Regions from separate parts of the Mus musculus genome. Here all the other regions are linked to region 2. The links are chromatin contacts, called in public promoter capture Hi-C maps. All regions are on one chromosome and are shown on one strand. The core of a region is the stretch at or near the end of the contact, and the rest is flanking DNA. Distances in the headings are between cores, read along the strand shown.

Evidence for each region. Promoter capture Hi-C pulls out the DNA fragments that hold promoters and counts their contacts.
Region 1: a promoter capture Hi-C map of liver shows a contact between it and region 2, with 4 times the contacts expected there. The contact joins two enhancer-like sites. A contact is called at or near these places in 2 of 39 promoter capture datasets (both in liver) and 1 of 484 Hi-C or Micro-C datasets (liver).
Region 3: a contact with region 2 is called in a promoter capture Hi-C map of embryonic stem cells, with 2.5 times the contacts expected there. The contact joins the promoter of Pitpnc1 here to the enhancer-like site in region 2. A contact is called at or near these places in 5 of 39 promoter capture datasets (cranial neural crest, embryonic stem cells, hippocampal neurons and 2 more), 3 of 484 Hi-C or Micro-C datasets (cortical neurons and embryonic stem cells), 1 of 115 datasets of contacts at active chromatin or transcription factors (bone marrow-derived macrophages) and 2 of 9 other capture datasets (embryonic stem cells and macrophages).

What each region holds. Positions count from the first base shown.
Region 1 is chr11:107,376,523-107,381,315 of GRCm38.p6, reverse strand. All of the region lies in intron 1 of Pitpnc1 (phosphatidylinositol transfer protein, cytoplasmic 1), which reads left to right. Among named protein-coding and RNA genes, the nearest start is that of Gm11713, 31 kb to the left of the region's middle. Within about 2 kb of position 1,600, at least 33 of the 459 cell types and tissues checked have an H3K27ac peak or open chromatin away from gene starts, as enhancers often do. A contact at or near this core is called in liver, where this site is marked.
Region 2 is chr11:107,042,772-107,047,105 of GRCm38.p6, reverse strand. It overlaps Bptf (bromodomain PHD finger transcription factor), which reads left to right. Exons shown (of 28, transcript NM_176850.3): 24 at 1-106; 25 at 3,281-3,473. Among named protein-coding and RNA genes, the nearest start is that of 1810010H24Rik, 19 kb to the right of the region's middle. Within about 2 kb of position 2,650, at least 59 of the 459 cell types and tissues checked have an H3K27ac peak or open chromatin away from gene starts, as enhancers often do. A contact at or near this core is called in bone marrow-derived macrophages, embryonic stem cells and liver, where this site is marked.
Region 3 is chr11:107,469,413-107,473,766 of GRCm38.p6, reverse strand. It overlaps Pitpnc1 (phosphatidylinositol transfer protein, cytoplasmic 1), which reads left to right and starts at 3,047. Exons shown (of 9, transcript NM_001359616.1): 1 at 3,047-3,876. The coding sequence starts at 3,829.

The sequences.
Region 1 (4,793 bases), core at 351-2,850, 340 kb before region 2:
ACCTTGGCCTTTCCTTTCTTATACCTCTCTCTTCTCCCTCCCTTTCACCTCCCTCCATTCCCCCGCCCCCCTCCCCTGCATCCCCGAATCCCCGATCCCTGAATTGCCAGAGATCAGATCCAGGGCCATATATATAACACATTGGCTGGCACACTGAACTGGACCACCAGACCCCATCTTCTCCATCCTATCCAAGGACAAGCAGATTCGACAAACACGAGGCTGAAAGGAGACAGGGAGTGTGTGTTCTCAGTCCTCACACACTGAGGAAGAGTTGACTTATGGGCACCTAAGCATTTAGAGTGGTAGCTGTGGGCAGGAAGGAACATTAAGGAAATTTCTATTATCTCTCATGCAGTGTGCCAGAAAGGGCATGCTCTGAGGTAGACTGCTATACATTGAGTTATTTACTTATATGCTAGAGCTCAAAGTACCTTGAGAGTGCTAGATCAATACTCTACCACTGAACTACACCAGTAGCTTGTACAACTCATTCTTCAATGGGCGTATGGGTGGGAAACACTATAGATTAAGAATGCTACTTACGGGGCTGGTGAGATGGCTCAGCCGGTAAGAGCACCAATTGCTCTTCCAAAGGTCCTGAGTTCAAATCTCAGCAACCACATGGTGGCTCACAACCATCTGTAATGAGATCTGATGCCCTCTTCTGGAATGTCTGAAGACAGCTACAGTGTACTTACAAATAATAAATGAATAAATAAATATTAAAAAAAAAGAATGCTACTTACAACTTTTCCATATACAAATACATTTTAAAAAAAAAAATCACACCATTAAGTTAAACTCCTCCTGACCACCATGGATAAAGAGCCCATTGTTCTGATCTGGAGACATTCCTGTTTTGCAAACTCACACCATCAAAACAAGTGTGAGTTTTCTCTGGCTGCACCCGAGCTCCCAGGATGCCCCCCACACACACACACACACAACGAGGTGCTTCCCTCGGCTCTTCTGGAGTGACTGGACTTTAGGTGGGACTGTTAATTGCAAAATCTGAAGAGGGGAAAGTTTACGTTTTGTCAGCTGCCAAACTCTGGACTTCACGGTGAACCGTCAGGACTAACTTTCTAGGCCAAGTGTAAGCAGCTCCGCCGGGGCTGCTGATGTGAGGGTGGAGGAGCGTGACATTTTATTTAGATGCTTGGCCAGAGTTCAGACCCATGGACTCTAGGGTCAGCCTCCAGAGCTCAAGTGATTTCCCCTAGGAAAATGCTTTCCTGTCCCTAGCCCTTGTACAGGATCACCAAACAACTTGCTGGTGGAGGAAAGGGGCTAGAACCACAGATCAGAGGAGAAAAGCTTCGGTTCCAAAGAGCCATTGCCGGCTGAATTTTTCTCTTGTTGGAGTCATGGGTTGTTTTTTGTTGTTGTTGTTTGTTTGTTTTTCTATTGTTGCTTTTGTTTTGTTTTTCCAGTAGAATACGGAAAAAAAAAAAAAGAAGGAAAAGATAAAAGATAACTCCGCTTTCGAAATAATGTTTGAGTCAACTCAGATCTAAGAGAAAAGCTGTGTTGCTCGGCTAGCAAATAGTAGCGCTGGGGATTCGAAAGGCGGCCCCGCCCCCCTCAGCATCCGTAGACCGGTTGACTGTCCTGGGCCTGGAGCCTATCCCAGCTCACCTCGGTTGTTTGGAATGCTCTCTGGAAGCTGGCAGCGCGATGGTTATGTAATGTGGACTCTGAGGCCTGCCAGCCGGCCCTCAGCAGGTCCTGGGGAGATGCCAGGTTCTCTGGAGCCTTTCTTAAGCTAGCTCAGTAGATTGCTGTGGCCTCAAGTACACACTGGGCACCGATCTCGGCCGTCATGATTTTACAGACTGAGACAGTATCCTCAGTAACCTTCAACCACACCTGAGCATAGTTAACCAAGTCTGGCCCCATGTTGTGTTTAATTTTTGAAATTACAGCCAGATATAAACAGTAATTAAATGTGTGTGTCCGAGTGTGGGTATGAGCATGTGAGTGCAGGTACCGTCAGGGGCCAGAAGAGGGCGTCAGATCCCCTGGAGGTAGAGTTATAGGTGTCAGTAAGGTTCCTATCGCCGTGTTGGGAGCTGAGCTTGGGAACTCAAATAAGAACTCTTAATTGATGCGTCATGGCTCTGGCTCCTGTGTGTTGGGTGCATTGGGAGGGTAGCTGAGCTTACAGATGTGCACTTGTGGAGGTCAGAGGACAAGTGTTAGGAGTTGGTTCTCTCCTGCTGTGTTCTGGAGATAAAACCCAGGTCATCCGGCTAGAAGGACGTGCACTTTTATCCACCAAGCGATCTCTTTAGCCCTTTTGTTTTGTTTTGTTTTGTTTTGTTTTGTTTTTCGAGACAGGGTTTCTCTGTATAGTCCTGGCTGTCCTGGAACTCACTTTGTAGACTAGGCTGGCCTCGAACTCAGAAATCCGCCTGCCTCTGCCTCACAAGTGCTGGGATTAAAGGCGTGCGCCACCACCGCCCGGCCCAGCCCTATTTTTAAGATCAAGTAATCCTCCCTTCTTCCTCTACCACATTTTCTTATTCACTCACTGAACTTGGCTGGCTTCTTTATCGGCTTCCTTAACGGGATGCTCAAACTCCTGAGTCCCTGCTTCCACTGCCTTTGGTGATATGCCCAGAATCGGAATTGCTAGATTACGTGATAACCAACACCCCCGCCCCTGCCCGTCCCCGTCCCCCTCCCCCCGCCCCCCACAAACATGCCTTATCTTGGATTCCTATTTATTTACTATTTTTAAGAAAGCAAAGTACCCTGAGAAACTTGGACTCACAGAACCCGGTTGCTTGCTCTCCTTCCTTTCCTTACCCTTGTGGCATCAGCTTCTGGTGTTCCGTGTTTCGTGGGGAAGGGTGGCCTTGTTTCAATTTGACCCCTCTCGTCATCAATTCCTCCCTTCCTCTTCCTTCTCTTTCATTTTTCTTTACTTTTCCTTTTTGAACTCTTGGTCCAGACACGCTGCTCCTGTGGCCTGTATGGGAATGGGTACTTCCTGCGGGCTGCAGAGGGGAATCCCACCACCCCCACCCCACAGCCGACTGGTGAAGGGTAATGTCCTCTGGAGAGGCTGATGCGGCAGGTTTGAGGCCAGGGGAGTTCTGCAAGCCTCTTGGAGGTTTACTGCACAGCCTTCTGGGTTCTCCAGGGTTCCATCTCTGACCGGATCGACAGTTCATTTCCCCTGCTTGCCTAGCTTCTTTTCTGACTTTTTGGACTTCTCTCTCTTTCTTTCCTTCCTTCCTTCCTTCCTTCCTTCCTTCCTTCCTTCCTTCCTTCCTTCCTTCCTTCTTTCCTTCTTTCTTTCTTTCTTTCTTTCTTTCTTTCTTTCTTTCTTTGAGGGGAATATTTTGTTTTGTTTTTGTTGCTTTTGGCTTTTCGAGACATTGTTTCTCTGTGTAGCCCTGGCTGTTCTGGAACTTCCTCTGTAGACCAGGCTGGTCTCCAACTCAAGGATTCCCCTGCCTCTGCCTCCCAAGTGCTGGGATTAAAGGGGCCTGGCCTTGGTTACTGTTTTAGAATAGATTTTAAACCAACCAACCAAAACAACCTCAGCCAGCATTTAAAAGGCTTGGAAATAATCTCACTGAGTTGCCTTTTATTTTTTATTAGTTTTGAGTTTTGAATGAAAAAAATGGATTATTTTGCACTTTTGGGAATAGAATCCAGAGCCATCCCCATACTGAGTTAATGCTTAACCACTGAACTTTTGAACCATTGAACACTTTCTACACACATGCGCGCGCACGCACACACACACACACACACACACACACACACACACATTTGGCCTAGGCTGAGCTTGAACTTCGGATCCTTCTGCCTCCATCTCTCCGGTGCTAAGATTACAGGTGTACACTAACCCCCAATTGATTCAATGCTGGTCATTAAACCCAGAGCTTTGTCAACACTAGGCAAGAGCTACCAACTTACCTATGTCCCCAGTTAAAAAAAAATGAACCCACATGATATACTTTAGAACAGAACGTGAGACCTGGGCCACACTTATGTGTGTGTGTCATTATCCAACCATAATGACAAATTATTTTATCTGTCAGCATTTTTTTTAATGACCTTGGCTTCAAAATTAGAACACAGATAGCAAACCAGCTGGAAGAATGGAATTAATGATATTTTAAAAACATCCCTTCTGACTCTGGGAATGAGCAGGTGGAACTGAAGGGTGGAGGGTGGAGGGGGACCTGGAGACAGTAACTGGAAATGAGCGACATCGTGTTCCAGCAGGAATGAGCAGGTGGGCGAGAAAGTCTTCCCACAGGGCACACCTAGCAATGTCTGGAGCCCCAGAAGCAGCCGTGGGGGAAGTTCTGATCAGCAAATAAAAGGGCAGGGAAGAAAGATCTAGAAGTATTAAGAAAACAGGACCATCATGCCAGGGGGACTGTTACGGAGCCCGCCGGCCAGGGTCTGGTTCCAATGGAACACACCATGAAAACTATCACCTCCAAGCCATTCCACCTTAGGTCAAATCAGCTTTTCTCCCTGGCCTCTTCAGACGTTATTTGTTTGTTCCTCCTGTGATCCTTTCTGAGGAGTGTGAATGGCTCTAGGAAGGGCTTGTTTTTGTCACGTCCCACCATTAATACCATGGATCTGGGAGCTCTTTCTGGTTGCCAGAGAATTCTGTATTGCTCTGGGCACAAAATTTTCCTTCCCGGGTGATTAGTTAGGCTCAAGAGAAAGAGAAAGGAAGGCTGCCTCTCCTCAGCCAGCTCTGGCTTCTGGGCCTGGGAAGAGGGGGCCAGCCCCCATAGCGTGTGGCCATCAGA
Region 2 (4,334 bases), core at 1,401-3,900:
AGGACTCTAAGTCCAAGAAGAAGAAGATGATCTCTACCACCTCTAAGGAGGCCAAGAAGGACACCAGGCTATATTGCATCTGCAAGACACCGTACGATGAGTCCAAGTACGTGCCTGTCCCCCAGCTTTGTAGTTGAGCAAGCAGTTGGCAGCACTGGGAGAGGGCGGGCAGGTGTGAGGCTGGGCTCCACCAGGTGCTTGGCATCAGTGCAGTTAGGGGGCTGTTTCACAGGCGCTCGGGCTTGCTTGTCCTCAGCCATGTCCTTTTCTGTCAAAAACAAGCTTGCTGTGGCCTCTTTGCTTTCCAAAAGTTCTTTGTAGCCTCGCTCCTAATCTGCCAGCACTGCATTTTGCAGAGGCTGCTGTCCCAGCTCTCCCTGGCCAGATCTCAGAGTCTATCCTAAAATGGATGGTCCAAGGAGGCCTCATCAGGTCCCTGTAAAAAAAAAAAAAAAAAAAAAAAAAGAAAGAAAGAAAGAAAAAAATTGCAAGTTAGTATTGTTGTCTGTGTTTCCATGATATTTGTAATCAAAAGCAAAAAACAAAAGTATTCCTTTTATCCACTTTGTGAGTTTCGCAGTCAGAACATGATGAGCGTGGCAATTGGAAGCTGTTTTTGACAGTCATGACTTGTATTTGGTGACATGAATGAGATTTTTAGAGATGTTAGATGTTACTCCATAAATATACTTTCTTGTTTTTCTTCTTTATTTATTGTTTTGGGTTTTGTTTTGTTTTGTTTTTGTTGTTGTTATTTCTATTATTCAGTGATGTATTTAACTTCTGTCTAGAACATGCAGGTGTAGGACAGTGTTTGTAAGCTTCCAAGAATCACAGTATCATTTTACAGTACCCAGCAGTTTAACTGTACTTTTAAAACAGAGTTAGAAATCCTTACTGCCTGTGCATGTGGGTCTGTGGAGACCACTCCATGGGTCCTAAGTCACCATCAGTTTACAAATGTCAGTCAGAAGCTCTGGAAGCTCTGCTGGGAGACACACTCCCTGTTGAGCTCAGCAGGGTGTGGCCATCTTCACGTCCCAGCATGTGTCCCTCATTGGTGAATATCCATCATGTAAGGAGCGCTGCCCTGTAGTCTGTACAAATAAGTATGCCTCACTTTAAGTAAAATACTCAAGAGGATTACTGAGACACAGAACCCCACCACAGATGCGACTTTATATAAAGGTCAGCTTTGAGCTGACACAAACTTTGATGAAACCTTCTTGGGATCTTGGCATTGCTTAAAATGAGGCACACACACACATGTGCTCGTTCTGTTGACGCTGCCCATGGTTTCTGGCTAGTTCACTTCTTGTTTTTTTTTTTTTTTTTGGTTTTCCATTGACATTTCCACACAACAGGTTCATTCACCCCCTGTCATAGTGTTTGCTGACATCTCAGACCAGACCAGACCAGCCTGGTTTGAGCATTGTGTCACTAGCTTCTAATGAAAGTTATTAAAAATTGGAAACTTAGGTTCTGAAGTTCCTTCCAGCGCACATAACACCTTCAAGAGGCAACATTTAAAGTAACTCACCAGGTCCTCACCTGAGTAGGGGAGTATGGGCATCCCAGGTCAAAAGAAAGGCTCACTGGGAGGGGGCTGAGGCACCTCACTGTGTGTTACTCCCTCACAGTCATGAGGCGGGCATTCCTCAGGTTAACATAGCAGAGACAGCCTGGTCGAGGGCAGGGTACCAGTGATGGCAAGGCCAGCCTGGCTGCCTGTGAGTGATGCAGGCCTGCACAGCTCCCACCAGCAGGGACAGAGATGCTTTAGAGAGCTGCTGGTTTCCCCCAGACCCTTGTGTCAAAGCCTGGGCTCCTCCCCTCCCCTCCCCTCCCCAGGCTCTGTAAGCAGGAATGACTACATACATGGACCTCTCCTAGTTTCCTTCCTAGCACGTGTGACATTGTCCTCTCCACCTGGCTGGCCTGCATGTCCTGTCCTGTAACTTGTCCTTGGTGTTTGCACTCTGCTTTGTCTCCAATTTTAGTTTGTGAGATACATTTTCAAACCTATCTAAGAAATAGCCCTGGTATTGAAATGGCTTCTGTAGAGTAGGTTTGACAGATGTAAGTCTTTGATTCTTTGGCTTTGGTTTCTGTGCCTGTTACAGTTTCACACACATTCATTAAAAGGAAGCCATTTCCATCCGTATGTTTTTGTTTTTTTTCAAATTCCAGTATGTTTTAAGACCCATATTTCACTAAACAGTGTGTCTGCTGAAATGGATGTGAGTGACGATGTGTCCACCCTTGGTCAAGTGTCAGATGCTGTGTTTGCCACTGGTAGACTGGTGCATTCAAGGTGTTTAGCTGACTCATTGCAGAAATTATCCTGTAAGAAAGCAAATCAGGGTAGAGAAGACAGATTTACATACCATGCAGCTCAAAATGACAACTACAGTGTCATTTTCATTGTGAATGCTTTTAGGTTCTATATTGGCTGTGATCTTTGTACTAACTGGTATCATGGAGAATGTGTTGGCATCACAGAAAAGGAGGCTAAGAAAATGGATGTGTACATCTGTAATGATTGTAAGCGGGCACAAGAGGGCAGCAGTGAGGAATTGTACTGTATCTGCAGGACACCTTATGATGAGTCACAGTGAGTTGATAAGAGCGTCTGTTTGACAATTCAGGAAGCCGCATTGCTCGATTGGTCACTTACCTAAAAATGAAAAAGCAGGGCCTCTCTGCTGTGTCTATACACCTATGTTACAAAGCTTTTCCGGTTTCTCCTCTCTTCCCTCTTTCCCTCTCCTTCAAAATGTATGTTGCTTCCTAGTGAATGGTTGAGTTGCACTGGGGGAAATGGGGTTATAATGGTAGAATTGATTTTTCACTATGTCACAGAGTAATGTGAGGAAAACAGCCTGTGTGTCTGAAGCGGTGCTCTGTACAGCTCGATGCACCCTTTAGGAAGAGCTGGGGCTGTTGCTAACTCGCTGACTGAACACTCATTTGATTTGGGACTAGTTGAAAGATGTTTGGGGCCTTATTTTGAGCTTTAAAGTCAATCAAATGTTTCACACTTTTCTTCAGATTGGTTCCCCATTAGCACACAATACTTTTTAATATGTTTACAACTGTTCTTAACATCTAAAGTACTTGGTTAATAATGTCGCTCTCAAAAGTAGTAAAACAATAATAATGCTAAAATTACCTTATACCCCAGGGGTTAGCCTGTGTTCAGTTGCATGATGGGTAAAAGCAAAGTCTGAGCAGAAGCAGCCAGTCCTTTGGCCTCACATTTCCATTTTGGATCTTGCAGATTTTATATTGGCTGTGATCGGTGTCAGAATTGGTACCACGGGCGCTGTGTTGGCATCTTGCAAAGTGAGGCAGATCTCATTGATGAGTATGTCTGTCCACAGTGCCAGTCGACAGAGGACGCCATGACAGTGCTCACACCACTGACAGAGAAAGATTATGAGGGCTTGAAGAGGGTGCTGCGCTCCTTACAGGTGAGAGGCTGCTGACCGCTGCATCTGACGGTGAAGCTCAGCTGCCTCACTGTGGACGCAGGTTTGACCCTCCCATTCTCCAGTGAGCGTACTTGGCTGTCTCCCAGCCCCCAGAGGGAGGGGCTGGACAAAGGGCACCTCTGCACGTGCCGGTGACATGAAGTTTACTGAAAGTGCCACTTCCGCAGTTGCTCATCACACACTGACAGACAGGCGCCATCTCCACTGTTGCTTACCTGACACTGAAGAGTGCTCACCATTTGCTTTCCTTTCAGTTTATTTCTTGAAGAAAAGTATATCACGTAGGCATAGATGAGAAAGCCGTTTGATCAAGTCTGGTTATTTTCTCACTAGTGGGAAGATTGGGAGTAATGGAGATGGGTGTCAATATAGGACGTTATGTTAGCACACTTGGCTGTCTCCCACCTGCAATGAGATCTGATGCCCTCTTCTGGAGCGAGCGGGGCCGACCGGAAAGAGCAGAGATCCTAAATTCGATTCCCAACAACCACATGAAGGCTCACAACCATCTGTACAGCTACAGTGTACTCATATACATAAAATAAATAAAATAAAATAAAATATAAATAAATAATTTTTTTAAAAGAAAAAAGAAAGAAAATCTCTGACTATCACCCAAATCACCTTGTGTGGATAATTTCATTTCTCTAATGTAAAGCTCACTTGAATTTTCAAGGTTTGTTGATCCAGTGAGGCAACTGAATAATAGCAGTATATATATTATATTTAATATATACATACATACATGCATGCATACATACATACATATTTACACACACTGTGTGTTTCTGGTGTCTGTATATGTTTGTTAGTGTTTCTACTGACAGCCATGACACTTGC
Region 3 (4,354 bases), core at 1,798-4,297, 430 kb before region 2:
AGGCTGGCCTCGAACTCAGAAATCCACCTGCCTCTGCCTCCGGAGTGCTGGGATTAAAGGCATGAGCCACCACTCCCGGCTCTTGATTTTTAAAGATTATTTGTATACAGCATATATGTCTGCAGGCCAGAAGAGGGCACCAGATCTCATTACAAAGCGGAGATGTGGTTGATGAGAATTGAACTCAGGACCTCTGGAAGAGCAGACAGTGCTCTTAACCTCTGAGCCATCTCCAGAAACTCTTGGTGTCCAAAAAAAAAGCCACAAAAACAAATAAACAATAGAAAAACAAAAGAAAGGAAGGAAAGAAGGAGGGAGGAAGGAAGGAAGGGAGGGAGGTAAAATTCTTGTCATTCACTTGTGGCTCCTGAAGGCAGGACTTGAAACACTTGCAAGCAATCACTTTGACCAGTAGATGGCACCCTCTTCCCCAAGACAAATGAGTTATGAATGAACTCTCCCTAACCCCAGACCACGAACCATAGTAATGAATACTAGCCGCCCCTAATTCCCGCCCAGATCGTTTTTATGCCTCCTCTCTTCCTCATTCCATCTGGTCTACATGTTCCCATATGTTCCCTGTAGTATTAATGTTAACACAGGCACCTCTAGTATTATATCCTAACCAATTCAGCATATTGTTATCGGTGTTACTTTCCATAACAGATGGATAGATAGTCAATACTTGGCTTTAAAATAATGTCATGAGGCCGTGGATAGCATGAAGGATTCTCCAAGAAGGCAATAATGGGATGAGCAGAAGGATCAAAGCTGAGAAGTGAAGGTCTTCTGAGGCCATTGGTGTTAAGAAATACTCGTGGACTAAAGTGGGAGAGAAGGTCTTAGAGCCTGGAGCCTCCTGTTGTCACCAAAAGGCTTTCAAGTTGCTATGGTTAAAGCTGTGCTTGCACACTATTAGTGAGACCGGGGAAATAAGGAAGCCAAGTAGAAAGAAAAAGACAATATACTGGGGAAAGTCACCTTGTAATGTGAGGTGGAAGAAAAGTACAGCCAAAAAAAAAAAAAAGAAAAAAAAGAAAAAAAAAAAAAAGAAAAAAATAATCAAAAACAAAACAAAAAAAAAGAAAAAAAGAAGAAAAAAACAAAAAAAAAGAAAAGAAAAGAAAAGAAAAAGAAAAGTACAGCCAGCCAGCAGTGTCTGTGGGTTCCCTGTCAGTGCATCCACTGTCCCACGGATCAAAACATACTCAGAAACCACTAATGTACGGAACACATGGCAGATGTCCTTACTCTCTGAACAATGCGATATAACAACTATTCACATGCCATGCACATTACATTAGATAGTATTAGCAGTCTAGAGATAATTGGAAATACACAGTAGGAAGCCACTGTGAAGATGATTAAGTGCCATTCTGCTAAAAGGAAAAAAGAAAAAAAAATCATCTTGGGTTCTTTTTGTCTCACAAGCTTCCAATTCAACACTATCAGGTCAAATTTAATGATCTACCTTGAAGGACGGTGGTAGCCTACACCTTTAATTCCAGCACTTGGGAGGCAGAGGCAGGTAGGTAGGTCTCTGAGTTCAAGGTCAGTTTGGACTTCAAAGTGAGTTCTAGGACAACCAGGGCTAGACAGAGAAACCCTGTCTCAAAAACAAAACAAAACAAAATTTCTCAGGGTGTTTGGTTTACCTTTAATTAGCTGCTGTAAATATTTCAGAGCCAACTTTGGGAAGCATTTATCTAGAAAATAGTTTTCTTTCTTTGTCTCTCTTTCTTTCTTTCTTTCTTTCTTTCTTTCTTTCTTTCTTTCTTTCTTTACCAGAATATAAGCTATGTTTAGGGTGTCATTTTCCTAGCAGGCTGGATCATGTTCCCTGAGCTCTAAACTTGGGTCATCTGGACAACATTAGCCAGAGCCCACCCTCATTATGTTGATTAGTGACTTATTGAGCATCATTTTAACATACTATACCATTGAGGCCTGCAGAGTCTGCATTGCCCAATGCAAGCTCTATGGGTGAATGTGGGTCTCCAGAACTCACAAATGCACACACACACACACACACACACACACGTTTGTGTGAACATATGCATCTATGTTTGAGAGCCAGTGATGTTTACACATTATCCTCCTATAGGCAGTGGATGCACTTTTTTCCTCCATTTTTAGGAAAACAAGCTAAAAAAAAAAAAAAAAAAAAAAAAAAACAAACCAAAACCGAATGCCAGACAAATGAAAACCAGACTTCAGCAGTTACATGCTGCTTCCTGAGTAACTAAAGAATGTGCTTCTTGTGGTTAAAATGAGAGATCTGTTTAATATGGATGAAATACCAACACCCCGGGCATTTTTATTGACATTTCACTGTGACTTTTTGAACTTAGGAGTGCTGACACGAAAACCTATTCTTTCTGCTCTGGGAAGCCTGCAGTTGGGATTGCAGAGAGCCAGGGAGAAAGAGGTAGCAGGCAATGCTTCTCTCTCTCTCTCTCTCTCTCTCTCTCTCTCTCTGTGTGTGTGTGTGTGTGTGTGTGTGGTTGCGAGCGCGCACGCATTTTTACTCTGTTTTCACCAACACTGCTGCAGAACTCCGCCTTGAGAGCATGTTAGAAAAACCCATTCTAAAACCATCATTTCTCTTGCTCCGGCCTTGCTTACTCCATCAGAGAGAAAAAAATGTTCGCTGTGAGCATTTGTAAACACGCCCCCAGCCCCAAAGTCAAGGGGCACTAGTGCACTTTGGAAACGGTTTCCAAAGCGACTAAGTAGAGAGCCCTATGGCACCCAGGTTACATTTGAAAACAGATCCAACGTTGTAAGAGTCCAGGATAGCTTCTTTGCGATTCTCTGTTCTCTTTGCGTTAGCTGTTCTAGGTTCTGGGACAGCCCTGGCGTCTGGCAGCAGACGGGAGAGACATGCTGTTTTGTTTAAATCCTCCACATTCTTTGCCATTTCCCCATTGGCCGGATGGGGCTACCCTCCCCGCCGCGGCCGCTGCTGATGTCAGCCTCGTCGCTCTCGCTCCTCCCGCACCCACCTCCCTGCCCCAGGCACACTGCAGCTCGGCGCGGACTCTCCAGTCGCGGCGAGGTGGCTGCAAACTCACGGGCACGCACGGCGCTCTCAGAGCCGAGGGACTCGGGGGAGGGGACGCGCGCAAGCCGCTGGCAGCCAACCGCCTAGGTTGAAGACACCCGGGGCCCAGAGCAGGGCAGAGCCTTGGCGGCTGCGGCTTCCCTTTTCTCTCTCAGCTGAGCTCCGGAGAGACTCGGGGACTGGCCCTAAAAAAGAGCAGGAAATCTTGTTTACCGCCCGGGGAGAGGAGCCCATCGAGCCTTTGTTTGGAAAGTCAGCATCGCCTGCTCCCGCGGCAATGTGTTCCTGGTGACATTAACCCACGGTAGACGGGTAGGAGAAAAAGGGGGCTCGCCAGGTTCAGCTCTGCTTTCGGAGGAGGATCCAGAGGAGACTTTTGTGCGTTTGTTTGAATTTGTGGAAATCCCTTTTCCTCCTCCTTTTGCCTCTCTTGCCCGCCGCCGGGCATGTCCTGATCTGGTGGCCGCGCCTACCAGCCCGGGGCTGCTGATCCGAGCTGTCTCCCGCGGGTCTCCCTCCCTCAGTGCCTGACTTTGCAATACCGAGAGGGCTGATCTCTGCGAGGAAGGAGGCGGGGGAGTCACAGACACCGGGACCCGAAGCTTGACATGCTCCGGGGCGGACCGGAGGCAGTTAGGAGCTGAGCGCACCACCGGGGCTGCTTCGCTTGCCGGTTCCCAGCGTCTTTGCCCTCCTCTGGGCTCCAGCCTTGCTCATCTGTTGGGACGCCCCCTTCTTTCCCGAGGTCTGCGGCCGGCAGGAACATGCTGCTCAAGGAGTACCGAATCTGCATGCCGCTCACCGTGGACGAGGTAGGCACCGCGCCCGGCCTCGCCCGCTCCGGGTCCCCAGCCGCCACCACTCGGCCGGCGGGTCCACTGCGTGCGGCGGGGAAACCCTGGCGCCCAAACCTGGAGGCTGGAGGGGGAGGAGGCAGGGGATTCGCTGTTCCCACTCGTCACCCCAGCAGAGGAAAGGCGGCGTGGGGGTGGGGCGGGGGAGTCCAGGTGAGCTCTTCGGGGACATCTAGAATCAGATTCCTGGGGACCACAATGCGTCACAGGGAGCTGTTGCGCCCCCTCCCTCCAATTAAGCAAATGCACAGAGTATAAGAGCCCAAGCATGCTCTGCAGCCGGAGTATCGGGGTAACCGGCCGTGGTGGTAGCCACTGTCCCCATGTCCTCTTTACAAGGTGGGCTTGCAGGGACAAATTCCGCGCGGGTGGGATCTGCAGACCAGAGTCCCGCCTTGGGGGCATGTGGGAGGCCTGGAGAGGGTCCGTTTAGAAC